Linked DNA regions of Mus musculus: regions 2, 3, 4, 5, 6 and 7 are each linked to region 1. The links are chromatin contacts, called in public HiChIP or PLAC-seq and promoter capture Hi-C maps. All regions are on one chromosome and are shown on one strand. Each heading gives the region's core, a stretch centred on a gene start, on an enhancer-like site or on the middle of the called end of the contact. The rest is flanking DNA. Distances are from core to core; before and after follow the strand shown. Region 1 holds the start of Lgmn (legumain). Region 2 overlaps Gm30296 (a long non-coding RNA gene). Region 3 holds the start of Atxn3 (ataxin 3). Region 4 overlaps Slc24a4 (solute carrier family 24 (sodium/potassium/calcium exchanger), member 4). Region 5 holds the start of Cox8c (cytochrome c oxidase subunit 8C). Region 6 overlaps Cpsf2 (cleavage and polyadenylation specific factor 2). Region 7 holds the start of Slc24a4 (solute carrier family 24 (sodium/potassium/calcium exchanger), member 4).

Region 1 (3,369 bases), core at 617-3,116:
CTGGAGGTAGAGGCAGTCAGATCTCTGAGTTCAAGGCCAGCCTAGTCCACAGAGAAAGTTCCAGAACATCCAGGCCTACGCAGAGAAACCCTGTCCCAGAAAAGAAAAGAATTCTCAAGTTACACCCACTGCCCAAGGGACCATTGAACCTTATATTTATGGGGCACTTAGCTGCTGCCAGGTATGAGGAAACCGAGAAGATGAGCTAGTTCCGGGCAAGACGCTTGTAGTGGGTGTGGGGTTGAAATCTGAATCCAGATAACTTGAAAGCAGAGCTCAACTGTGCTCCCAGGCCTGGACTCAGACCTCTCTGGCATCGCCTTGCAGGTCTCCTGGGCTCCCCGGCTATCACCTTGGCAACCCCCAGCATCTTCTACTAGGTATCCACTTACAGTGCCTTCTCTTCTGGTCCACTCAACTCAACTATTGCTGAGGGAGGGAAAAGGTTTTCCCAGGTCCTTTGTCTGAACACATCAGGCCACAGGCCAGGATGTCCCTTTCATTATTAAGGCCTAACCGTCAAAGTTTACCTTTTATTTTGGGTGAGATAGGAAGTGGCTAAGGACACATTTCTAATGCCCAAGGGGAAGAAATAAAATCCTATTTATCTCAATACTTGGCTATGTGTGGCACTTAAAGGGGCCTGGTAAATATGTTCAGTGAGTCCATGAATGTGCTTCAAATACTCACGGTGGAAGACCGGAAGGCATGTTTCATCATAGGGTTTTGACTTGAAGCCCAAGGTCACCTCCAAGCTGTGATCCTAGGCCATGTGGCCGTATGCTAAGGTCAGTGACAGCAAATGTTTTCTTCCAAGTGTCCGTTGTTATCTTCATTTTGCTGCCCTTACAGTCTCTCACAATGATTCAACTCTCCTTGTCTGCAAACATGGCCAGAGATAATACTAAGCTGGCAGATGCGGCTATGATCTTATTAACCGAGATAGGGAGCAGACCTGCTGTGGGTTGCCAGGCCTAAGACTTGGGGGGAGGAGGGGGAAAGATTCAGGGACGGGGGGTGGGGTGGGGAATGGCTCAAAGTGTAACAAACTTGTGTGACCATTAGGGAGAAAGACACAGCTGATCTCCTGGATTCACTGGCCAGCAGTCTAGCTTGACCAGTAAGCCCCAGGCCAAATGAGTTGGCCCTGTTTTGGGTCCTGGTATACTCGGGCAAGACTACATGAACTCTGTCACAACTCCATCCAACTCATTCACTGAGCACCAGCTTCTGGAACTTGCATATAGAGTATTTTACTTCCTCTCCAGCTCACTGTGACACCGAACACTTGGGACGTGACAGGGAATTAGGATTTTAGCATTCAGGAACCAGACTACTAAGGTTAGCTTCCGCCACTGAAAGTGTCTTGGGAGCCTGAAAAAAATTAAGCTCCTTGATTTTGTCAGATGTCTTGTCTGTAGAGCTGGGGTGGCCATACATTTCTGGAGGTTGGGGGTGGGGTGGGTGTTGTGATCATAGGCCAAGGCAGACCAAAAAAAACCCCAAAACAACAGTCCTTTGTTGTGGGTGGACTACGGGGTAGCATCCGTAGGTCCAGTGCGCTGACAAGGCTGGAGACCAGTTAGTTCGCGCGACTTCTCACTCACTGTCCGTAGAGTCCCCAGACACCTAGGTGCTCATGCCTAGCTCATTGAGAAGACGCAGCCCCAACCTCTGACCACAGGGCCCTAAAGCTCCGCCCACAGGGTCCGAAGCCCCGCCCACGCACACTGGGATTCGTAGTCTTTCTGGCTTGCCGGCCTCAGTCTCAGCTTCTATTGGTTTCCTTATACGCCACACTCCGAGGCTGCACAAATCAGGCTGCGCAGGTAGCCCGGGCTCAGCGATCTGTGTTGCCGCAGCTCAATCACAGCGGGGCGGACTCTAGAGGTGGCTGCTCTGAGTCTGCGCGACGCCCGGAATTCCCACGGTTCTGCAGTCACCGCGGCGATCACCCGCCCAGGTAATCGGGGACCCCGGGGAGGACCCGCGCCCCATGAGAGGTGACTTAGCGGTTTTTGGCTAGGCTTTCCATCCCTCGACCCTTTCTGAGTAATATTTCCCTTCTGAAAGCTCCTAGCCGGAGACTTGTTTGTGTCGCGAGTGTGCTTTGCTGGAACGGCGGGTTGCCCTGGAGGGCGAAACTGAGGCAGGAGGAGGAGTCGGTTTACTAAGGTTTCACAGCCAGGCAGCTCTTGGCAGAGTCCCGGGTTTGTTGTTGATGTTTTTAACTTGAATCAGTACACCAGTAGACAGGGGCGATTCCCGATCTGAACAAAAACACCCCGACAGGAATACCCCAAATATTCCTGGCGAGAGCTAGTGGGTTTCAGGGAGGCTCACATGCTCCTTGATAGTGAAAGCTAGCCTTTGTGGTCCCTGGCCCCATAGGGTTAGGATTATTTTGTGTTAAGTACAGTAGACCCTAAGGGCTGGAGGATGGAATGTCTGTCACGTGGTCCATTTTATAGATGAAAATGAGTGGTCAGGATTTGAAACTCGCCCTGTGGTCTACAGCTGTATGCCCTATGGAATATTCTTTACTCTGGGTCTGCAAACCAAATATTTATTGGGCTGGAGTAAGTAAGGTAAGCTTTTCTTTGCTTTGAGACAGCCTCCTCAAACTCAACATGTAGCCATGAGGTTGGTTTTTGAATTCAGCGACCCTCCTGCCTCAGCTTTCTGAAGGCCAGAATTACAGGGTTGGGGCACCATGCTGTGTTCTTTGCAAAGATTTTTGAGACGAATTTATTTTGTTGGGGGTAGAGATAGTCCTTTGTGTACAGAGACAACACCCAAACCTCATTTGGGAGGAACTAGGACTTGGTGTGGAGGGGAGAGGGGTGAAGTTGGAGCCATGGAGATAGGGAGTGGCTAGTGGGTCGGAGGAGGGGTGTGCATTACCTGGAGAACAGCAAGGTGAAGTTGTGAACAGCGTTTTTTGGACCTGGGATTGTGGAGCCTGTTTGGATTAAGGGATTACATGTGTGGAGTGAATTGATGCAGGAGGATGTCACGTGTATCTCAAATGCCCTTTAGTGGGGTGGGGAATTTAGGTGTTGTCCTGAATACCCAGTGAGCTGCTTTTAGTGTAGATTTCTCTTTACCTTATCGGGTTTGTAGGGTAGAAAGTGTTAGAGGAGGTCACACTGAAGACCAGAAGGGCACCACAGTCACCCCCAGGGGAGTTAGAGCAGTGGTAGGAAGAGAGAGACTACACCATGCCCAAGACACTGTTTATTGATGGGGACACATTCTTGGACATATGTGTCAGTAGGCGATGTTGCTATGTGTATGCTGTGTGTGTGGGGCTTTCACAGGAACCTGGATGGTGTAGGGCACTCACTGTGGGGCTGCTAGGTACGATCA
Region 2 (3,415 bases), core at 783-3,282, 290 kb before region 1:
CCCCTCTTTTCCAAGACAGGGTTTCTCTGGGTAGCCCTGGCTGTCCTGGAACTCACTCTGTAGACCAGTTTGGCCTTGAAATCACAGAGATCCATCTATCTCTGCCTCTGGAGTGCTGGGATTAAAGGCGTGCGCACCACCACCACCACTACCCCCTGGCAGCTCTCATTTTCTTATGCCTAAGAAGATCTAATGCTCACAGAATACAGTGTAAAGTGTTTGTGGGTTTTACAATGATCAGCGTTGACAGTCAACTTGCTATAAATCACCTGGGAAGGAAGTGTTACTGAGGGATTGTCCACACTAGCCTGGCCTGTAGGTATGTCTGTGAGAGATTGTCTTATTGAGTGAGGTGGGGAGTTCCATCCAACTGTGGGTGGCACCATTCCCTAGGCCACATGCAGTAGTGGAGGTCGGTCCTGAATTGTATGAGTGAAGAAACTGAACTGAGCAAGCAAGAGAGCGTGCATTCGCTTCTCTCTGCTCTTGATTATGAATGTACTGTGACTAGCTGCATGGCGTTCCCGCCTTGATTTCCCCACAGGGATGGACTATAACCTGGAACTGTAAGCTGAAATAAACTCCTTCCTCCCTGCAGTTGCTTACTGTCACAGCTACGTAAGTGACGCTAGGAAGGGCTTTCTGGTTGCTGATCCAGACCAGAAGGCCAAGACCCTCTGAACACCAGATCTGAAGACAGCAATCATTGAAAGACATTTTGAGACCTTTACGACGTAAGTCTGGGTGTAACTGGGGGGCTGGGTTGCATAGAGGAGTGGCTGTTGCTGTTGGAGGTAGAAGTGCCTCTGCCCTTTCCTTGGGCATGACTAATCCCGCAGCGTGAAATTCTGTAATGTGTGTGCTTGACTTTTTGCATTAGTTTGTTTCTGAGACAGGGCTTCTCTATGGAGTCCTGGCTAGCTTGGAATTTGCTATGAGGACCAACCCTCCTATTCACAGAGATCTCTCTGCTTCTACTTCCCAAGTGCTGGGATTAAAGACATGTGCTACCACATGTGTCTACTCTTTCAAATAGCTCAGTGACAGGCTAGGTTGTGGTGGCACAAGCCTGTGGTCTCAGCACCAAGAGGCTGAGGCAGGTGAATGGTGATCTGAGGCCAGGCTGAACTGTACTGAAATCTCATCACAAAAGAATAAGAGGGGAAGGAAGAGAGATGGAGGGCGTGAGGGTCGAGGATAACATGTAGGAATTGGTTCTTTCTATTATGACAGGCCTGGGTTTTGAACTCAGGTTGTCAGGCTTGGCAGCAAGTGCCTTTCTTTATCCACTGAGCTTCTCTCAATGGTCTTGTTTCTATTTTCCTCAACCTTGGCTACCATCTTGCTATATATAACAACTTCTTGTTCCCTAGTCATAGCTGACTGGGCCTCTGACCCAAGCGGGACCAATGGGCATCCTCTAGGGAATTTGAAACTGGGACAGAAAGAGGATCAGCTGCAGTCTGGTTTCTTTCTTGTCAGGAGACACGAAAGCCCAGCAAAAGTGAGCAAGAGGGATCCTTAGCTCCTTGACCCAGGCACAGATACCAATCTGCTACAACAGGAGATTGAGTGGACCCCGAACAATGCAAATCAAGAGGGAGAGACTGAGATAGCCTAGGCTATGGAAGCGTCCCAGCTCTTGCCTCCAGACAGACCAAGACTCCCATCATTCTCTAGTCTCAGACCTCAAAACGCACCTCTATGCTTTTCTAATAGACAGGGTGTGAGCATCTGTGTGTGGAGGCAGGCCCAGACTGGCTAATAGAGCCCGTTGTGCATAGTTACATAGTTCGTTCGTGGGTGGCAGTCAGCTAGCTACAGAAACTGGAAACCGCTACCAAGCAGGAACCCCTCCCTGAGAGCACCATATGCATTTCCCAGCACTCTCCCCTCCACCCTCTGGAGAGTCCCATAAGCTACAGCCCAGACCTTCTAAGTGAACTGGCTGCCGAGCCAACTCCTATGTGTGCTTAGACTGCTGCTGCTCTGAAGAAGCCTTCTGTAATGCTGGCAGGAAGCCAGTTTGATGCATAGTCATCTCAGGGCCAGGAGGACATCCTGAACCAGCCCAGAGTCCCGAGGCTTCTGTGTCATAGCCGTGGGTGGGCACAGACTCACCCAGGCCATAAATGCCAAGGTCCTTGGGGCTGAAGTCCATGTTCTGGAGGATGGGTGTCCCCTGTCCTCCTGGCACCCTCAGGTTCACTCCTGGTACATCTCCACTGACTGGCTTCTTACCACCCCCTCTCCCCCAGCCCTGGCCTGCTCAGCTGTCCCACCATCTACACGTGTATGAAGCCTCGGTTGGCTTTTTTTTTTTAATCAGGAAAGTTGGTGGGCCGTCTCCTAGGAACCCAGACAGTTTCCTTTCAAGAGATTCTCTGCTGCTCTCCCTACCCACTTCCCGCCCGCGTAGTAGCCCCCTCTGGCCATGACCCCGACACACCATTGCCTTAGAACTAGAGCATCTATATCACTATGTCCCTTTTTGAATCTTCACTATGCTGAGGGCTTCTCTCGCATCTATGGGCATCAGCATGACTGAAGGATGTCAGGGTGTGTCCCCAACTGAGAAAGTGCTTATCATGAGATCAGGGTGGAGCTGCTGACTAAGCATAAAGGTGTGTCACCCAGGATGTCATTGACATTGTTAAAGGAAGATGCAACCCAGATAGGCCTGGCACCAGCAGAATGCAGACAGGGGACAGCAATGGATGATGTATTCCCATCACCAGGGTCACAGGCAGAGAGACTGCAGGACAAGTGTGATGCCAAGAACTTGAGCGTGAGGCTACCAGAAATCTTGGCTCCTATTCTAGCTGTCCCATTGTTGGAGACAAGAGCAAGTCCTGTTGTCACCTTGATAATCGATCTCCTCACTTGTCCAAACGTTTTTACTGAATTGCTATCTGGACTATAAAAGATGGCATAGGAAGATGGCTCAGTGGGTCATACCCCTGCAGCCCAGCCTGACAATATAAGTTCAGTCTCAGGGAGAGACTAGCTGAAGGAAAGAGGTGACTCAGCTATCCTCTGACCACTGACCAACATGCTGGGCATACATGCTGTAGCCTGAGTATGCCCTGCCCCCTGAATGAATAAATATTTTAAAAATTTAAATGGGGGCCTGGAAAGATGGGCCATTGGGTCATAGCACTTGCTATTACAGAAGACCCAGGTTGGGTTCCCAGCACGCACACGATCATTTACAGTCACCAGGTCCAAGGACTCTGATCTTCATAGACAACTGGCACACATGTAAGCATAATACATTCAGGCAAACACTCATACACATGACAATTAAAAGTAGCTAAGTCTGGGGCTGGAGAGATGGCTCTGTGGTTGAAAGCACTGACTGCTCTTCCAGAGGACCTAGGTTCAGTTCCCAGCACTCACATGGTGGCTCACAGCT
Region 3 (3,354 bases), core at 581-3,080, 480 kb after region 1:
TTGCAGAAGCAACAGATCCCCTGAGTCTCGAGTTACCAACTGCTGTGAGCCTTTATGTGGGTTCTGAGAATCAAACCCAGGTCCTGTACAAGAGAAGCAGCAAATGCTCTTAAGGACACACCCATCTCTCCAGCCCTTCTAAACAGCAATGACTCTCACCTCACAGCTTAAAACAGCTTCTGAAAACTCCAGGCCTGTCATCTATCACTCTACAGAAGGACTGTCTTAGTTAGGGTTTTACTGCTGTGAACAGACACCATGAACAAGGCAAGTCTTATAAAAAAAACAACATTTAATTGGGGCTAGCTTACAGGTTCAGAGGTTCAGTCCATTATCGTCAAGGTGGGAGCATGGCAGCATCCAGGCTGTCATGGCGCAGGCAGAGCTGAGAGTTCTAAGTCTTCATCCAAAGACTGCTAGTGGAAGACTGACTTCCAGGCAACTGGGGTGAGAGTCTTAAGCCCACACCCACCGTGACACACCTACTCCAGCCAGGTCATACCTATTCCAACAAGGCCACACTTCCAAATGGTGCCACTCCCTGGTCCAAGAATATACAAACCATCATAAGTACCTTTAGTTGCAGAGATATTTAAGCTCAGTATTTTCTAAATTAAAAGCCTTTTCTTCTCTTCCCAAGACCCTACTCATTCTGTAAAGTATTTCTGGTTGGAGTATCACTTCTGCTTTACATGGTACCTAGAGCAGAAACCCACAAGTCTTTCCTAACAATACCCCCATCCCACCCCAGTCCCTCATCAAAGTCTTCTGTTTCCTAAAGCTTCAAAGTGGTCTCTCTCCATTCTCAAATCACTACTGGAGTCCTGACCACCAGAGTCTCTTCATTTCTCCCCAAATGCCTTTCAAGTATTGTTCCCCAGTGATCCTCTAAAATCCTAATTTGACCCCATGTCTCTAGTTTTAAAAATCTTTAACCGCCTGTAGCTTTTTTTTTTTTTTTTTTTTTCCCGGTAGGGAGGTGGTGGACAGGGTCCTCCTATGTAACCCTGGCTACAGGCTGGCATAGAGCAGCTGTCCTCCAACACAACATATGCCTTCCTTACCTTCAGGTACAATGAGCCTTTAGGAGACTGGGCCTTTGCTACATTGAAGAACCTAAAATGGTTCCACCATACAAGATACAACGCCCAATACAACGCTTAATCTTTGTCAATCCCCCCCTCCCCACCCCCATCCCCTGCGCGAGCCACTCAATATTTTGCTGGATTTTTCACTTCCTCACCAACGCTTCCTCCTTCAGAGATGGCGTATTTACCCCAGGACCTGATATTCATTCCAACAGCCAACTATGTTGGACAGTGTGCTGTGCTAATTTCTTCGTACCTACATTTCTTTATTTGTATAATATTACAAAAGACACACACACATCAAAAAATGCCGTATTAAATTGCGCTTACAACTGGACTATTCTAAGTCAGTCCTAACTAAACATTAGCTATAGTTTTTACACAAATATTAGGTATGTGGAGAATGCCTCTTCTGGAATGAAGTCTTCAGTGGGAGAGGAGTTGCTCACATAAAGATGAGGAGAAAGGACCAAAGAAGGTGGAGATGGAAAAAAAAAAAAAAAAGAAAAAAAAGAACCTAAAACTTGGCTGCGAGGATTCTCTTCTAGAACCCTAGAATCACAAGATTGTCCCGCGTAGAGAAGTTCCTCCGCACAGCAGGCGGCGCCGCAGCATCACGCTTGCCGCGGGGAGGACCAACGCCGCCCAGGTCACGTGTCCCGTGCTCCCGGGTTCGCGTGCCTCGTGACGTGCGCCCGCAGTAGTGATTGGTTGGCGAGAGGCACGTGGCTAGGGCGGGGCGGACCGGGGCTGAGGGGTGGGGCCGGGGGCGGAGCTGCTGGAGGGGGCTGCTCCGCGCCGGGGCCGTTGGCTCCAGACAAATAAACATGGAGTCCATCTTCCACGAGAAAGTGAGTGTGGGCGTTCGGTGGGGAGCCGTCCTCGGCTCGGCGGCGGGCGTGGGGAGCAGCGACGCCGCTTCAGGAACTCAGGCGGGGCCCGAGCGCCCCCATCCCGACCTGGCTGGGTGAGGGGTGCTTCCTGCCTTCTCCCCATGGCTCCGCTCGTGAAGCCTCCCGCATGCGTTCCCGGCACCCTCGCCCTAGAAGACCGGGCGGGTAGCCTGGGCATTTCGGGGGGCTTCACCCGGAGGATTAGCGCGGGCGTTCCTTGTCCACTTGCCACACCTTTTCGGGTTTCTTCTCTCTTCTCTCTTAGGGTCTAGTCTAGCGAGTCGCCTTTTCAGCACCTGGCGGACCCTTCCCAACTCCACCCACGCCCCCTAACCTGTCCTCTGGCAGATCCAACTTTCTCTCTCAACTCAGTTCTATAATGGAATGCTCCATGCATTTAGATCTTGATTATCCATCCCACGTCTTTCTGCAGTTGTGACCGTGGCTTTCCCATTAAAGGGCCTGACACTTCGGAAGTAAAGTAGGAAACCCCGGAGGGAAGTCGTCATAAGAGTTTTTATTACGGGGATGTTTGGGTTGTTCTCCCATTTTTCCGGACCAGGAGGCCAGCTTTGTTTTTAGGTATTATGGATAGATTAGAATCGTTCTACTGTGTGATTTGGCTTAGTCTCTTCCTCACCTTAATTCCTAAGTGACTACGCTTAAAAGTATTGCTGTGACATCTTGAGAAACTGGTCTATGTTCGCATACAATTATCAAGTCATTTGGGTGTTTCTCGGACAACCATGTTTCATAATCATTTTAGGTTTGGAGAGGGTTGCTAGTTGAGACTATTATTTCGTTGGGAGCAAAGGCCTTTGTTTTTATCACTTGTAAAGGAGCATTGACTCATAGTGTTTAAAATCCACGCACAACAAAAAGACAAAAATGATGTGAATCTAAGGACGTTGTTAAATGAAGTGCTCTTAAGAAGACATTTTGAGTGTTTTGGAACTGGAACAAGTTAGTTTGTGACAGGATTTCTTGTAGCCCAAGTTGGCTCCAGACTCCCATCGTCCTGTCTCTGCCTCCTGAGAGCTGGCTGGGATGATGGCCACGTGCTATGACTGAGTGAGCTCCCCCTCCCGGCCCCCTCCCCACATTCATTTGTAATTAATTTTCCAAAGGTTTTGGAATAAGACCCATTTTAAACATGTTATATTTTGAACACTGTATACACTGCTTCATGAGACTCTTGCCATTCATTCTATTTAAAAAAAAAAGTTACTGTTTGTGTGTATGTGCTGGTGTGGAGGTCAGGGAGGACTTTATAAAGTTCTCTCTTCCCAACTTGGTGTGAGTTCCGGGTGTCTCAGGCTCTTAGCAAGCCCGTTTACTCACTGAGTCATCTCTAGGGTGAATGAAAAAAGAAA
Region 4 (3,214 bases), core at 182-2,681, 280 kb after region 1:
CCAGCCATGGTTCAGTGAACTGACTGTGGGTGAGCCACATGCTCGTTCATGTGTGTGTTTGCTGCTCAGGATTGAGGTGTATGACCAACTGCCCTTGAGTCTCTCTCTTGCAGGTTTTAATCAGAGTACCTGAAAGTAAGGGTGTAATGCTGAGATTCCATCTGACTTACTGAAGACCAGACATCTGTGTGAGGCATCTCTCTCTCTCTCCTCTGTACACACACACACACACACACACACACACACACACACACACACACCCCTGTGGAGTCCAGAGATCAGATTCTAGTGTTTTCTGAGATAGGTCTCTTACTAGCTCAGGACTCACCAGTTAGGCTAGGTGGGCCAGCTAACTCCATCTCCCCTGTGCTGGGATTCCAGCTGTGCACCACTATATCCAGCTGTTTTTACATGGGTTCTAGAGGTGGAGCTTAAGTTCTCCTGTTTTCTCAGCAAGTGATTTACTCACTGAGTCATCTCCCCAGGCCCTGCAACACACTTACTCTATAACCCAGTAGCCAGGGTTCTGACTGGGGGGTGGGGGGGAAGCAGTTGGTCCTGACTCCCTCTCTTAGGAGATTTCCCCCCAAGTCTACCTGTGCTGTCAATGGCATAGGTTAGTCAGTGGTAGCCATTGTTCTACTGAGTGTGTAGGAGAAGATGTTAGCAGGTTCCACACATTCACCTGCCTGCAGTCGGCATGAGCAAATTCATTCTGCTCACCATGGCAAGTTTCCATAACGATCTTTGCTTTGCAGGGAAGGTAATGTCTGTGGTCAGCCCCTATCTTCCTCTTGTCCAGTGTCTGCCAGGCGAAGAGGCAAAGCTCTTCCCAGTGGGACCCATTGTGTGGTTCATCCTCAAACCCACACGAGTTTCCATTTAGGAAGATGCTCATTTGCAAAGCTCTCGGATGCAAGTGCTGGCAACAAGGCTCTTACCTTAGCTACAGGCAATATTTGAAAATGGGAGTCATTAACACACTCTAGTCACCCTTCTGGTCATTAGGTCCCCAAATTTCAACAAAAGCTTACATTCACACCAGATGTGGTGCACATGCCTTTACTCCTAGAGATAGGCAGGCAGATCTTTGTGGGTTCTAGGCTATCCTGGTCTACAGAGCGAGTTGCAGGCCAGCCAGGGAATACATAGTGAGACCTTGACTCAAAATAAATCATTCTTGGGGTAACAGATGAGCTCTGTGTCTTGGCTGTGCAATGTCAGCACCCTGACTGTGATAGTGTCTTGGAGTTTTCAAAAGTTCTACCACTGGGAGATGGAAGTAAGACAGACAAGAAAATGGAAGTATTTTTTCCAGTTGTGCATGAATCTGCAATTAGCTCAATTTGAAAAGTTTAGCCTAAAGAGACTGAAGGAAATGCCCTCCTCTGCTCTCAGGAAATGCCTGCCAGCTGCTTTCCTTAGATAATGGGAACCTGGGGGAGCTGTCAGGATGCAGCAAGCCAGCCTCAAGCCAGCCTCAAGCCAGCCTTCCTACCTGGAAGAAAGGCTCTGTGATGGTCCGTTTGATGGGCTTCCCTGAGCCCATGGATGGGCATTTTCCCTTGAAACTGGGTCATAACCCACCCTTGGCATAGTCTGCCTTCTATCCTGAGTCCTCTCTCCACTCTCACAAGTCACTCATTGCAAGCAATGCCTGGCATTTAAAAGCATCAGACTCCACATCTCAGTGGTCCCAGGCTCCAGAAAGCCTTCACCAAAACAATTCTTAAATAAAACTTGGAGAAACGCGAAGGCATGTTTGAAGCCTTTACTTAGTCTGACTCTCAGATAGAAAGTGGACCCATAGTAGGAAGCAACAGTCAACCCTGAAGCAGTCAGTGGCTAGTTCTGTTTCTGATGGTGAGTAGCATGGAGCTGGAATAGGAGCCCCAGGCTGTAGAAACTGAGAACTGCCTATTAGCTTTGTGACCTCAACCCGGTGTTAATAAAGTTTTATTGTAACACATTCCTTTACAGATTCATTCTAGAATAGCCAAGTTGAATGGCTGCTGCAGATTACACATAGTCTGTGCTCTCTTTACAGAGACAGCTGATTGACCCCTGATGTAGAACAAAACTCAGTATAAAAATATTACTAAGTCATTGTTTCAGAACAAGGTCACGTGCTCAGAGCTTAACTCACTTTAATGAATCTAAATGTGACTCTGCACTGACGCTCTGTTTGGCATCTCATGAATAAGGAGACCGAGGTTCTTCGCGAAGAATCAGTTCTTACCCTTGCATGCTCATCTGGGGACAGCACGGATGTACAAGCAGCTCTGGTACGTCAACTGTTCTTTTTAAAATAAGAAGAACCAATCTGCCAATGAGACAGCTAAGCACAAGGCATAATTCTTCAAATGTGTGTGTGCCTGTGTGTGTGCTTCACATGCGCATGCGTCTGAAAGTCCCCAGGCACCGTGTACATGTACTTTGAGACAGGCTCGCCCACTGATCTGGAACTCACAAACAGACTAGACTGACAGGCCAGCAAGCTTCGGGGATTTGCCAGCTTTTCCTACTCTTGGGTTTCAGGCCCAATTTCAGGTCCTCCTGCTTGCTCTGTAAGTGTGCTATTGATTAAGCTGTCTCTCCAGCCCTAAAAGGTTGGGGTTTTTTGTTTTTTGTTGTTGTTTTTGTAATCCAAATAGCTCCAAATGGTTTGACAGCAGAGTAAAAAGTCAAAGCCAAGTCACAGTGTAGAGAAGTCATGCTCAGACAGGCCTGATCAAGAAGCTCTAAGTTCCAGTGAGAGATTTCGTCTCAATATTTTAAGGTTGGGGCCAAAGTTGTGGCTCAGTGGATAAGACTGCTTGCTGTGCAAACATATGAACCAAAGTTCAAACTCCTAGTACTCACATCCAATGCCAGGCATGACCAGGAGGCCATGCCTTCAACCCCAGTGCTGTGGTGGAGGAGGGGGCAGAGACAGGAGGATCACTACTTACCCTCTGCCTACCAACATCACTCCAGGTTAAGTGAGAGACCCTGTCCCATAGGAATAGGGTAGATAGGGAGTGCTGGAGCATGTCATCTACTGCCCTCCTCTGTTCTTGCTAATGCACTCACAGGCATTCATACCTGTCACATACACATGCACATACATATATATATTCACACCCAGACCCCCCTACACACACATACAATGTATCCTATCAGTCCGTTAGTCCCTGACTAAGAGTTACCGTTAACTCCCTGGGATAAATAAACT
Region 5 (3,218 bases), core at 493-2,992, 460 kb before region 1:
TCAGTCCATTGTCATCATGGCAGGAAGCATGGCAGGCGTGGTACTGGACAGGTAGCTGAGAGTTCTGCCTCTATTAGGCAGACAGCAAAGAAAGAGTGACAGAGCACTGGAAACCTCAAGGCCCACCCCCCAGTGACACACTTCCTCCAACAAGGTCACACCTCCTAATAGTACCGTTCCCTCTGAGGCTGTGGGGGCTCATTTCATTCAAACCGCCATGGCCTCAAAGCCTGTTTAATCTTTCACAGTTGAGGTTATTAGATTCACGTACTCAACATCCACAAAACTTTTGATGCAACCTTTCATAACAATCCTCATTGATTTTTTTCTCACTGTAATTTTTATAAATTTTCTCACTGTAATTTTAATAAATTTTTGTCAGCTTTAATAATATTCAGAAGACAATTGCCGGGGTTGTGGCTCAGTGGTAGAGTGTCTCCCACGCACGAGCACTTGGGTTGGCTACCTAGCATTTCAAGCCAAAACAAAATAAGTAAAAAAGAAAGCAATACTAAGCACAAACAAGTGTTTCCATTTTATTTAACACTTAAGCAGATTATGTTCGTCGTCCATATGATGCACAGTCCAAAAACAAACCGAAGTGTAGAACATCACAGACAGTTATAGGACTAACTCGTCAGAGGAGGTTCAAACAGGCACTTTTTCCCATTTAAAGGAGCCATGCCGTGCTGCTCCTGGACATCCTGTATCTACTCTCCTTTGAAATACTTCAGACTGCTTAGCACATATGCAGCTGGGATGTAAAAGGTCGTAAAAAACACGACAATCCCAACAGCTGATTCCTGGAAAAGAAGAAAAGGAATATTAATGAGTATGGCCCACTGCCTAGTAAAACGGCTTATGGGCAGAGGCGTGGAGGTTGGCAGCAGAACACCGACTTTGTGGGCTTTTATGCACAAAACTCTGGGTGTTTCCCCTTCCTTATACACCCAGCTAAAGATCTTTCTCAGAGGTCGGAGAAATGGCTCATCTGCTAAAACTTTATACCACTCTTGCAGAGAACCTAAATTTGGTTGCCAGAATCCACATCAGGCAGGACATAGTCAACTCTAGCTCCAGATCCAACACCTCTGGCCTCTTCAGATACCTGCACTTTAGTGCACACATCCACAAAAGTATGCTGTGAAATTTGTCATATGACCAAAAAAAAAAAAAAAAGTCTTGGGTCCTGCAACGTGTTCCATTTGTATTCAACTGAATTTTCAAAAACTCATTTTTTTTCAATAGTTGCCGGTTTCTGACCTCTGGATTCTGGAAGCTCAACTATGTCTAGCGTCTCTCCACCAGTTTTTAGAGAAAATGCTATGTCTTGGCCACCAGGCAGGTAGATTACCCTGGAGTGAACCGAGGACCCTGTGCCTCCATAATGGAGAGCCAGGTCCTACTTGGGACTCTCATCCTCGCCCTGAACCGCCATCCAAAGTGACCCCACAACTGAAGCTGCCAACACACACAACCACACACACAACCACACACACACACCACACACTCCCCCCTCCACACCCATTTGGACCGTTAAGTGGGTTCTACCTCACCGTGGGCGACAGGATTTTTTTTTGTGGGCTTTCTGAGTGGCTGAGGCGGCCTGGGTGGCCAGGCTTCGAGAACAGGACTGCACGGTGGCGGAGGAGCGAAGAGCAGAGTAGCAGCAGGCGAGACATCGCAGGTCAGAAAAGGGCCACTGAGACAGAGCAAACCGGAGACCACCAGTGTCGGAGTCAAAGGCCGTTGGTAAAGTGTGCGCGAGGAAAGGGCGGGCAGCTGGTTTGAGCATGCGCACCATCCACTCAAGCCCTTTGCATGGAATTTGAGCTCTTACCCGACCCTGCTTCTCCGCTGTATGTGTTTTGGCCCTGCCACTCTCTACCTTCTTCCCACCTATGTCCTCACAAGTCCAGCTTCCTGCCCTCTCCCAAACTCTTTGCCAAACCTATTCAGTCCCAAAGCCACACTCAGGATTTTCTGATTTTCTTCTCCTAACACAAGGTGAGGGACCATTGGCTGCCAACATCTATAGCTATTGCTCAGTATTCCGTTGCTTTTAGTCAATAGCAGATATCATACCATTTTTACACTGCTCTAGAATATAAATTAAAATTTCCATAGATCGTGTTCCTGGTATTTTTTTTTTAACTTCCTTTTCTATTAGTTTTTGTGATCCTGACGCTTTAACTCCGGGCTCCATGCATACTACATCAGTAAATGAACTAAAACCATTATAGCTCATCCTTTCACAAACCAGAGCAAAGTAAATGTGCGTCTATTTTAGCCTTGCTTTACTTGCTGATAACTCTTCTTCCCTACCTGTAAACTAATTCTTAACAATGAAAACAAACGAACAGAGAAAAGCCATGCATGGTGGACCACATCTGTAATTCCAGCATTAGTTTGGAAGCAGGGGGTTGGGAGGTCAAGGCCCTGCATGCTAGGCTAAGGTTAGAGCAGGAGGCCAGCCTGAGCTGTGTGAGAAAGAAAGGAGGGGGTGAGAAGGGATGAGGGAGGGAAGGCAACAAAGGAACTAAAAGAGAAAAGAGAGACAAGACTAAGATCAGGTTTTTAACCTGAGGAGTGATAGTGCACGCCTTCAATCCCAAGGCAGAGGCAGGTAGATCAATGAGTTAGAGGCTAGCCTGATCTACAGAGCAAGTTCCAGGACACAGAGAAACCCTGTCTCAAAAAAAAAACATTAAAAAGAAAGAAAGAAAGAAAGAAAGAAAGAAAGAAAGAAAGAAAGAAAGAAGGAAGGAAGGAAGGAAGGGAGGGAGAGAGAGAGAGAGAGAGAGAGAGAGAGAGAGAGAAAGAAAGAAAGAAAGAAATTTTATAGGATGATGATGATGTTAAAAAGATTCACGGTACAGAGAATCTGGGCCCAGAAGAGAAGATGAGAAATCACCAACAACTAAATTTGTATTCATCAATAGAAAAATAGAATAGATTATTATAAGTTTTGAAATTTAATATCATAAATATTTCTTTTGCAAGCCTATTGTATAAATAACCTTTGAGATAATAAGTGCCTTGTTTGGGGAGTAGAAAGTGTATTGTGCTGCTCTATACATTTTTTTTAGGAGTGGGTTGAAACTGTAAGGCACATGGATATACTAAAATCATATCAGGGGCTAGAGAGATGGCTCAGCAGTTAAGAGCACTCACTGCTCTTCCAGAGGTCCAGAGTTCAAATCCCAACAACCACATGG
Region 6 (3,521 bases), core at 813-3,312, 440 kb after region 1:
TATTAGCACTGAAAAGATTTTATTGTTGCAATTTAAAAAGTTTAATAAAAGTCATAGAGCCCTAAGGAAATTTAAGTTATTTCCGTTGAGTGCTAAGTCCTACAAGCGCATTCTTTTTACAGTCTATGCAGACTTAACCTGAGTAGCTCAGAAGTTGCTCTTGAGAAAAGCGACTCACTCTTTCGACTGCTCCAGTTTCTTAGCAGCTTCTTTCTTGAGTTTTTCTTTTTCCACATATTCCTCAAGTTCTTTCCCTTCAAGCTTCACACGTTTCCTCAGCTAAGGAAATATAGACAAAAGCAAAGGCAGTGTCAGGAAAGCTGGGCAGCGGGCATGAGATGCGTCATCAAGTGAATTCTTCTCTGAAATTAGTCAGGTTTCCATGACACAACATTATAGCTCACTTAGACTACAGGTACTAAGAGTGAGCTGTGGGAGCTGACGGATTTATGTCAAACTTGTTACGTTACGCCAGTCAACTGGGGAAAGGAGGAGAGGGAAGGAGAAAAGTCACAGAAAGCCCCAAAGTCATAAGGAAAAAAATGGATAGAGAATACATGGAAAACACATAGAGAAAATAAAAGTCTTAAAATCTCACAGAACTGAAAGAAAAGATGAAAATACGGCTGTACTATGGCCGTCAGAAGCCATGCATTCCTAAGAACTCTCCATATCAAGAAAAAGATGCCACATCAAAAAGGACAAACTATGCAGAGGACACTTAAACAGTAAGGAACACGGACGGCTTATAGCCACAGACACATCACTTAATTTATTAGTGGTTGTTGACACAGGTAACACATAGAAGCTATCACAATTTGCTTAATCTGCAAGACTGGAAATGCCAACTGCTACCTGGGCAAAGGGTACTGTACTGGCTAGTTTTGTGTCAACTTGACACAGCTGGAGTTATCACAGAAAAAGGAGCTTCAGTTGAGGAAATGCCTCCATGAGATCCAACTGTAAGGCATTTTCTCAATTAGTGATCAAAGGGGAAAGGCCCCTTGTGGGTGGGACCATCTCTGGGCTGGTAGTCTTGGTTCTATAAGAGAGCAGGCTGAGCAAGCCAGGGGAAGCAAGCCAGTAAGGAACATCCCTCCGTGGCCTCTGCATCAGTTCCTGCTTCCTGACCTGTTTGAGTTCCAGTCCTGACTTCCTTGGTGATAAACAGCAGTATGGAATTGTAAGCTGAATAAACCCTTTCCTCCCCAACTTGCTTCTTGGTCATGATGTTTGTGCAGGAAGAGAAACCCTGACTAAGACAGGTACATTACAGTGTTTCCAGCAGATATTATTAGCAAACTGTCAGAAGATAATTTGCTAACAAAAATTAAACTGTGCTTGTCTTATGACATAGATCTTCCTATTTCTAGAATTCAATCTACTAAAAGAGATGTTTTTAAAAAGTATATAGTAGTAACATTTAAAATAATAAGAACTGGGCAAATTCATCAACATGCAACAACTGAATTAGCAGTTTTTATCATCAGAGTACCTTGAAAACTAGAGAATCCTTGGGGCTGGCGAGATGGCTCAGTGAGGAAAACACTTCACTGCCATGAAGGCCCCGTAACCTAAGCTCCAACCCTAGAACCCACTGTGCAAGGAGAGAACCAACTCCAGAAAGCTGTCCTTGGACTTCCATGAGTGCACCATGTGTATATACACGTGTATATACATAACGATTTAAAAACATAAAGAGACCAAGGGGCTCAGAGGTTGAGGACTGACTGCTCTTCCAGATGATCTGGCTACAATTCTTGGAATACACATAGCAGTACACAACTGTCTGGAGGCATACCCTCTTCAGGCCTCCATGGGCACGAGACATGCACGTGGTGCAGACATATAAGCAGGCAAAGCATCCACATATATAAAAGAATAAGAAAACAGTTAATGCAAACAGAGCCTAGATTTTAATTTGTGTGTGTGTGTGTGTGTGTGTGTGTATATGTTGGGAGATCATGAACTAGAAAGGGGATCATGGGAAAGGCAGAAGAGATATGAAGGGAGAAGTAGAGACAGTAATGGGATAAGCTTGGTAAGAGCAGAAAGAGGAACTATTTTGAGGAAGGAAGGGAGCGAGTGTGGGCAGGGGGGAGAGCAAAGCACAGCAGCTCATGTGTAGATGAAAATGCTATAATGAAACTCACCACTTTGCATGCTAACCTAAAAATTATTAGCAATTTTTCAATGTCAATTCACAAGGAATCAATGCAACATGTACTCCTGGGCACTCTTGGACAAAACTGGAACACGTGACTTAAAAGGACACTGTTGTACCAACCGGCTAGAGTTGGCAGGGTCAGAGTTTATCTCCTTTTTTCTGTGGCTCCTGTTTCCACATCATACACTGTAGTACTATCCAAGGTAAGGCAAGGCTAGAATAACTGCTATTTCTTTCAAAATGTGTGTGTAATGCTCTGCTTGTGTGATAAAGATGTGATACAGCAAATCCAGCTAAAACCCTGACAATTGGGTAGTTGAAACATTCACGCTATTTTTTTGCAACTTTTGGTTAAATTTGAAACTATTTCAAAATAAAAATTAAAAATTAATTCCAAATTAAGTGACAAATGCTCACAAATGTGGCATCTCACATTTGGCTAGTAGCTTACTTGAAACATGATTTAAAATTATAAAATGTTAGCAACTCACATAGATACCTTGCCCACAAATTTTAAATAAGTATTTAATTCCTTGATTTAACTTGTACCTCTTGTTTAAAAAAAAAAAAAAAAAAAAAGTTTGTCTTGGCCTCCTGGTTGGTTCAAACCTGTAATCTCAGAACTCAGGAGTCTTAGGGGGAAGAATTTAGAGTTTCTGGCCAGGATGAACTAACTATGTAACAAGACCCCATCTACATACATACATACATACATACATACATACATACGTCTGTTTTATATTCCAGTTCAGATATCTGAAATAACTGCTGTATTAATAAAGCTTCCAGAAAATCGGCCCTAAGATATATTGCTTCTACACTTGCACTATATCATTCCAAATTATGCTTTTTTCCTAATCTAGCCTAATTCCTTAATCCTAAACTTCCAGTCTGTTAATTGTTTTAACATTACTATTTTAAGATTACTGGGTTTCTTCTTCTAAATGATCAAGGCTTAGGTTTCTCAGACACTGTGTGTTCATGAAAAGTCAGACTCCATAGTAAACGCTGGTGTGTCAGTGACCTGGCCTGGTAGGAACTCAGCCTTTGTCATTGTGATGGTAACCAGCAGATTAGGATATTAGGCACTAGTCTGGCCACTCAGAATATGAAAAAATTTCCTCTTCTTCTGGAACTTTATTCAATTTGGTGGCAAAAGACAACAATAAAGAATACTTGGTAATAAAAACTAACAAAAATAATACAAAGTTGTACCAACTAGATAGTTGTAGCTGAGGCCCTTTAAACAGACTGAGAGGACAAGGAGCCAGCCAGGGTAAATCATGCGATTCTCCTACAGGCAGAACTGCTAAGGATAAGCAGTGCACTGAACAGTGTGTGTGGAATGTGCGTG
Region 7 (3,391 bases), core at 480-2,979, 310 kb after region 1:
TGAAAGAGAGTGATGTCTCTTTTTCTGTTTAAAAATTTAACCAGGTTTCACTTGTTTTTAACGTCGCTGTACCGATCTCTTAATGATCCCAAGATACTATGTTAATGGCCTCACTAACCACTCAAAAAAGATGCCCTCCTCCTGTGCCTCTGGCTAGGTTAACAACATTTATTTCACGGGGGGGGGGGGTGTCACCCCAAATGTTAACAGCACTAGTTCTGAAATATCTAGGCACTAAACATTCTTTAAAGGCTAAACACGAGCCCAAATCACCCCGAAATAAATATTTCATAAGTTTCTTCTCTTTCCCCACTCCGTCTGAAATTTGCATGTCTTAACAGACTCCCAGGTCGCCTTCTGCTTGGAGGAGCGTGGATCATGGCTATGCACGCCAGCCCTCCCTCTCCGTGGGGATTAAGCAGAGTTGAGTGAAGGGATGCTGGAACATGGCAGCAATCTCCCACGGGGACAGACTGCCCCCGCTCCGTTTAGGTTTGGGGAAGACCAAGCATTTGGATCAGAGCAGGTGCAAGGAGGAGAGCAGAGACTAAGCCTGAGAATTTGGGTCTCTGAGGGATGGAGCACAGCTTTGCAGAACAGAAAAGGGGGCTGCTCAGTTTCACACATCCTAAAGCGGGAGACTCTACCCCTGGGCTGCCATGAGTTGCCCATTACCCGCACACTCCAGGGACAGAGGTGGTGCAGGCTTTGATCCCAATAGCACACCTACAACTACGTCCGGAACCCCCAGGGAGCTTGAGCAGTTCGGCAGAACGTCGCCACAGTCCAGCTCGAGGCTCAGCACTCCTGGGTGAGCACTGCCCGCTGAGCGGGAAGGGAAAACCCTGGGGACCAATCTGACAGAGAAGAAGCTGGAGCTGTCAGAGCTCAAGCCCCCCAACTCCTCCAGCGGAAAACATCCTTTCCCACACCTACCCAAGCTTCCAAAGAGGCCGGAGGCACAGCACACCAGGGCCAGCACAGCGCACACGAAGCCAACTTGCTGCGGCAGCATCTCTCGCCTCCGGCGAACTTTGCTCTGCCGGATGAGTCCACGGAGAGCCATCTCCGTACGCCCCGCGCCCCTGGAAGAAGATCCCGAGCTTCAAGGGTTGGAGCGCTGTCTGTGGCCCAGCGGCGTTGGGGCTGCAGCGGGGCGATGCGTAGCTCAGAGGCAAGGGGCTCTGGGAGATAGCTTCATGGTCCGCGAACAAGGCAGTCACGGGGAGATCGGATGGGAATACCAGAGGAGGGGGAGCAATGCACGGCCGGAGCTCAGAGTTCCGCGCGGGGCGTGCGCGCTGCTCGCACCATGACTCCGTGGCGAGGAGACGACGCCTGCACGGTGGCGCTGGCGGCCCTGCTTGTCGGCTTGGCGCAGTCCGGGCGCTTGGAGCCGCTACCTGCCCACTGCTCTTCAGCGCGCTCGGAGTCCGCCGGGAGCAATCAGTGCTTGGCGAGCGCCCCCGCGCCCCGCGCCGCCGCGCCCACTCGCAGCATCCTCCTCGTCCAAGTTTAGCCCCGGCCGCCCCGGCTGCCCGCCTGCGAGGCTCCTCTGCTTCTCTCGGAAAGCAGGGCCCTGGCAGCTAAGTGCGTGCAGAAGGACCGCGCGCAGCACTCTCAGAACTCAAGACCCTCTCGGCCAGTGGCCGCAGTTTGGGCCCTCCCGCGGGCGAACTGTCCCGGGAACTTTCTCTCTGGCTCTTAGGCGGCCAGAGCCTGTGTCTGCGAGGCCGTGGCGCCTCCCGCAAGCTGCTCTCGCCTCCCTACTCCTCCCCTCCCGCCTGCCCGCCTCTCATCCCCCCCCCCTCCCCTGCACGTGTACACCTCCCCTAGGGCGCTCGCCCAGTGCGCTTCTCCCTTCCCCCAAGAGAGGCTCAACTACTGACCAATATAATCCCCTTTCCTTGCCTCCCTCCAAACCCCTTCCTCTCTCTCTCTCTAACCCTACGGAGCCAAAATGAGTCCTCAGCTTCTTGTGATTGCTATAAGGTGGAACAGGTTATGGCATCACCAAGGACTCTCAGAACCAGGGTTTCTGTAGGGCTCTCACACGGGTCCTGGCTCCCCGAGACCCCCTACCCCCCGCAGCGACCCAAGGCGGTCACCACTACCACCCGGAGGTCTCCAATGCACAAGTAGCTTAATTGCTAGCTCAGTGCTAAGAAACAGGCTTGCACCAAGCCAACCGACGCCCGCCGGGACCAGTTCCTGCCAGGCTCTCTGGGTAACCTAGGGACCTGTGTGGCGGGGGCGCAACACCGACCTACGAAATGCTGGTAATCTGACAGAGGGAGAAACCCCGCAGTTCTGCGGCTCTGCTGCCAACAGTTGGGAGCTTTTGATGTTTTGCAACCTCACAGCTTCGCAAGGCTTTCTGGTTTGGGTTTGTTTTTCCACCTCTCTTACTTTCGGCTCTCTAGTGTAAGCCGCTTTTAAAATGTGGGCGCAGTGAAATTTCCGAAGAGCAGTGGAGGTGTCATCCAGACGCAAATAAGTGGAGGGGACCTCTATCAGGAAGGATCTCTAACTCAGACTTCCCTGTCGGTTTTCTATCCTGTGCTGATTTAGGGGTTAACTCCTCTTAAAACCATTTTTGGATCAAAGCCAACTGTGTTTAATTAAATAAATACATACCCGCCATTTGTGAGCTCTGTGCCAAGTGCCATCCAGCCAAGAAACAAAACAACAACAACAACAACAACAACAACAACAACGTGTATTAAGACCCAATGTCTGCTTTCAAGGAACCCTGAACTAAAGGGGGGCCTGTCCCTCAGATGCTAAGTGGGATTCTCAAAGTGTTTTGCTCTGAGCGCCAAACATTCCCTTGCTGCTCATTAGGCTACGGGGTGGTCCACAGCAGCCAAGTCATTGCCTGGGAGTATAGGAGACAGGCAGGTTGCACATTTAAATCTACTCTTAGACCTACTGAGCTAAAATGTGCATTTTTAACCAGATTCCCTAGAGATCTTGAGCATAGTCAAGTGTGAGGACTTCCCTTCTGGGGACTGTCCCAAATGCCTCCTCTAGCTGGCCACTACCAGCAAGGTTCCTTTGTACTTCTTAGGCAAGCAGAGGGACACAGGTAAGAAGTGCCCAGAAAGCTGGGGTGGGGGCGGGGTGGGGTGCCATTGTTTGCAGCATCTTCATTTCTTTTTTTTTTTTTAAGATTTATTTATTTTATGTATGTGAGTACACTGTTGCTGTCTTCAGACACTCCAGAAGAGGACGTCAGATCTCATTACAGATGGTTGTGAGCCACCATGTGGTTGCTGGGAATTGAACTCAGGACCTCTGGAAGAGCAGCCAGTGCTCTTAACCTCTGAGCCATCTCTCCAGCCCCAGCATCTTCATTTCTATACTGTTCAGTATGGTCCGTAGAATAGGT

The links. Promoter capture Hi-C pulls out the DNA fragments that hold promoters and counts their contacts. HiChIP or PLAC-seq counts read pairs in DNA pulled down with a chosen protein or histone mark. Capture Hi-C pulls out chosen DNA fragments and counts their contacts.
Region 2: an H3K4me3 HiChIP or PLAC-seq map of embryonic stem cells shows a contact between it and region 1, with 34 read pairs. The contact joins the enhancer-like site here to the promoter of Lgmn in region 1. A contact is called at or near these places in 5 of 39 promoter capture datasets (the C10 cell line, the HPC-7 cell line, cranial neural crest and 2 more), 8 of 115 datasets of contacts at active chromatin or transcription factors (bone marrow-derived macrophages, embryonic stem cells, epiblast stem cells and 2 more) and 2 of 9 other capture datasets (adipose tissue and liver).
Region 3: a promoter capture Hi-C map of the HPC-7 cell line shows a contact between it and region 1. The contact joins the promoter of Atxn3 here to the promoter of Lgmn in region 1. A contact is called at or near these places in 10 of 39 promoter capture datasets (the C10 cell line, the HPC-7 cell line, cranial neural crest and 6 more), 2 of 484 Hi-C or Micro-C datasets (B cells and muscle stem cells) and 10 of 115 datasets of contacts at active chromatin or transcription factors (bone marrow-derived macrophages, embryonic basal ganglia, embryonic hindbrain and 7 more).
Region 4: a contact with region 1 is called in a promoter capture Hi-C map of the HPC-7 cell line. The contact joins the enhancer-like site here to the promoter of Lgmn in region 1. A contact is called at or near these places in 2 of 39 promoter capture datasets (the HPC-7 cell line and trophoblast stem cells), 3 of 484 Hi-C or Micro-C datasets (the HPC-7 cell line, embryonic stem cells and nephron progenitors) and 2 of 115 datasets of contacts at active chromatin or transcription factors (embryonic stem cells and large pre-B cells).
Region 5: a promoter capture Hi-C map of stem cell-derived epiblast-like cells shows a contact between it and region 1, with 2.4 times the contacts expected there. The contact joins the promoter of Cox8c here to the promoter of Lgmn in region 1. A contact is called at or near these places in 4 of 39 promoter capture datasets (cranial neural crest, embryonic stem cells, liver and 1 more) and 1 of 484 Hi-C or Micro-C datasets (embryonic stem cells).
Region 6: a contact with region 1 is called in a promoter capture Hi-C map of the HPC-7 cell line. The contact joins the enhancer-like site here to the promoter of Lgmn in region 1. A contact is called at or near these places in 19 of 39 promoter capture datasets (3T3-L1-derived adipocytes, the C10 cell line, the HPC-7 cell line and 14 more), 26 of 484 Hi-C or Micro-C datasets (B cells, the C10 cell line, the G1E-ER4 cell line and 16 more), 13 of 115 datasets of contacts at active chromatin or transcription factors (VIP interneurons, bone marrow-derived dendritic cells, bone marrow-derived macrophages and 9 more) and 3 of 9 other capture datasets (adipose tissue, liver and pancreatic islet).
Region 7: a contact with region 1 is called in a promoter capture Hi-C map of adipose tissue. The contact joins the promoter of Slc24a4 here to the promoter of Lgmn in region 1. A contact is called at or near these places in 1 of 39 promoter capture datasets (hippocampal neurons), 1 of 115 datasets of contacts at active chromatin or transcription factors (embryonic stem cells) and 2 of 9 other capture datasets (adipose tissue and liver).

Annotation. Positions count from the first base shown.
Region 1 is chr12:102,438,225-102,441,593 of GRCm38.p6, reverse strand. Lgmn (legumain) reads left to right here and starts at 1,866. Exons shown (of 14, transcript NM_011175.4): 1 at 1,866-1,963.
Region 2 is chr12:102,724,523-102,727,937 of GRCm38.p6, reverse strand. All of the region lies in intron 1 of Gm30296 (a long non-coding RNA gene), which reads right to left. Among named protein-coding and RNA genes, the nearest start is that of Gm30296, 15 kb to the right of the region's middle. Within about 2 kb of position 2,032, at least 44 of the 459 cell types and tissues checked have an H3K27ac peak or open chromatin away from gene starts, as enhancers often do. A contact at or near this core is called in embryonic stem cells and hippocampal neurons, where this site is marked.
Region 3 is chr12:101,956,719-101,960,072 of GRCm38.p6, reverse strand. Atxn3 (ataxin 3) reads left to right here and starts at 1,830. Exons shown (of 11, transcript NM_029705.3): 1 at 1,830-1,939. The coding sequence starts at 1,916.
Region 4 is chr12:102,153,223-102,156,436 of GRCm38.p6, reverse strand. The region is part of intron 2 of Slc24a4 (solute carrier family 24 (sodium/potassium/calcium exchanger), member 4); the gene reads right to left. Among named protein-coding and RNA genes, the nearest start is that of Slc24a4, 26 kb to the right of the region's middle. Within about 2 kb of position 1,431, at least 18 of the 459 cell types and tissues checked have an H3K27ac peak or open chromatin away from gene starts, as enhancers often do. A contact at or near this core is called in the HPC-7 cell line, where this site is marked.
Region 5 is chr12:102,897,830-102,901,047 of GRCm38.p6, reverse strand. It overlaps Cox8c (cytochrome c oxidase subunit 8C), which reads right to left and starts at 1,742. Exons shown (of 2, transcript NM_001039049.1): 1 at 1,557-1,742; 2 at 514-803. The coding sequence starts at 1,682. The coding sequence ends at 711.
Region 6 is chr12:101,993,577-101,997,097 of GRCm38.p6, reverse strand. Cpsf2 (cleavage and polyadenylation specific factor 2) reads right to left here. Exons shown (of 15, transcript NM_016856.3): 9 at 179-279. Among named protein-coding and RNA genes, the nearest start is that of Cpsf2, 19 kb to the right of the region's middle. Within about 2 kb of position 2,062, at least 56 of the 459 cell types and tissues checked have an H3K27ac peak or open chromatin away from gene starts, as enhancers often do. A contact at or near this core is called in B cells, the G1E-ER4 cell line, the HPC-7 cell line and 7 more, where this site is marked.
Region 7 is chr12:102,127,065-102,130,455 of GRCm38.p6, reverse strand. It overlaps Slc24a4 (solute carrier family 24 (sodium/potassium/calcium exchanger), member 4), which reads right to left and starts at 1,729. Exons shown (of 17, transcript NM_001362345.1): 1 at 937-1,729. The coding sequence starts at 1,066.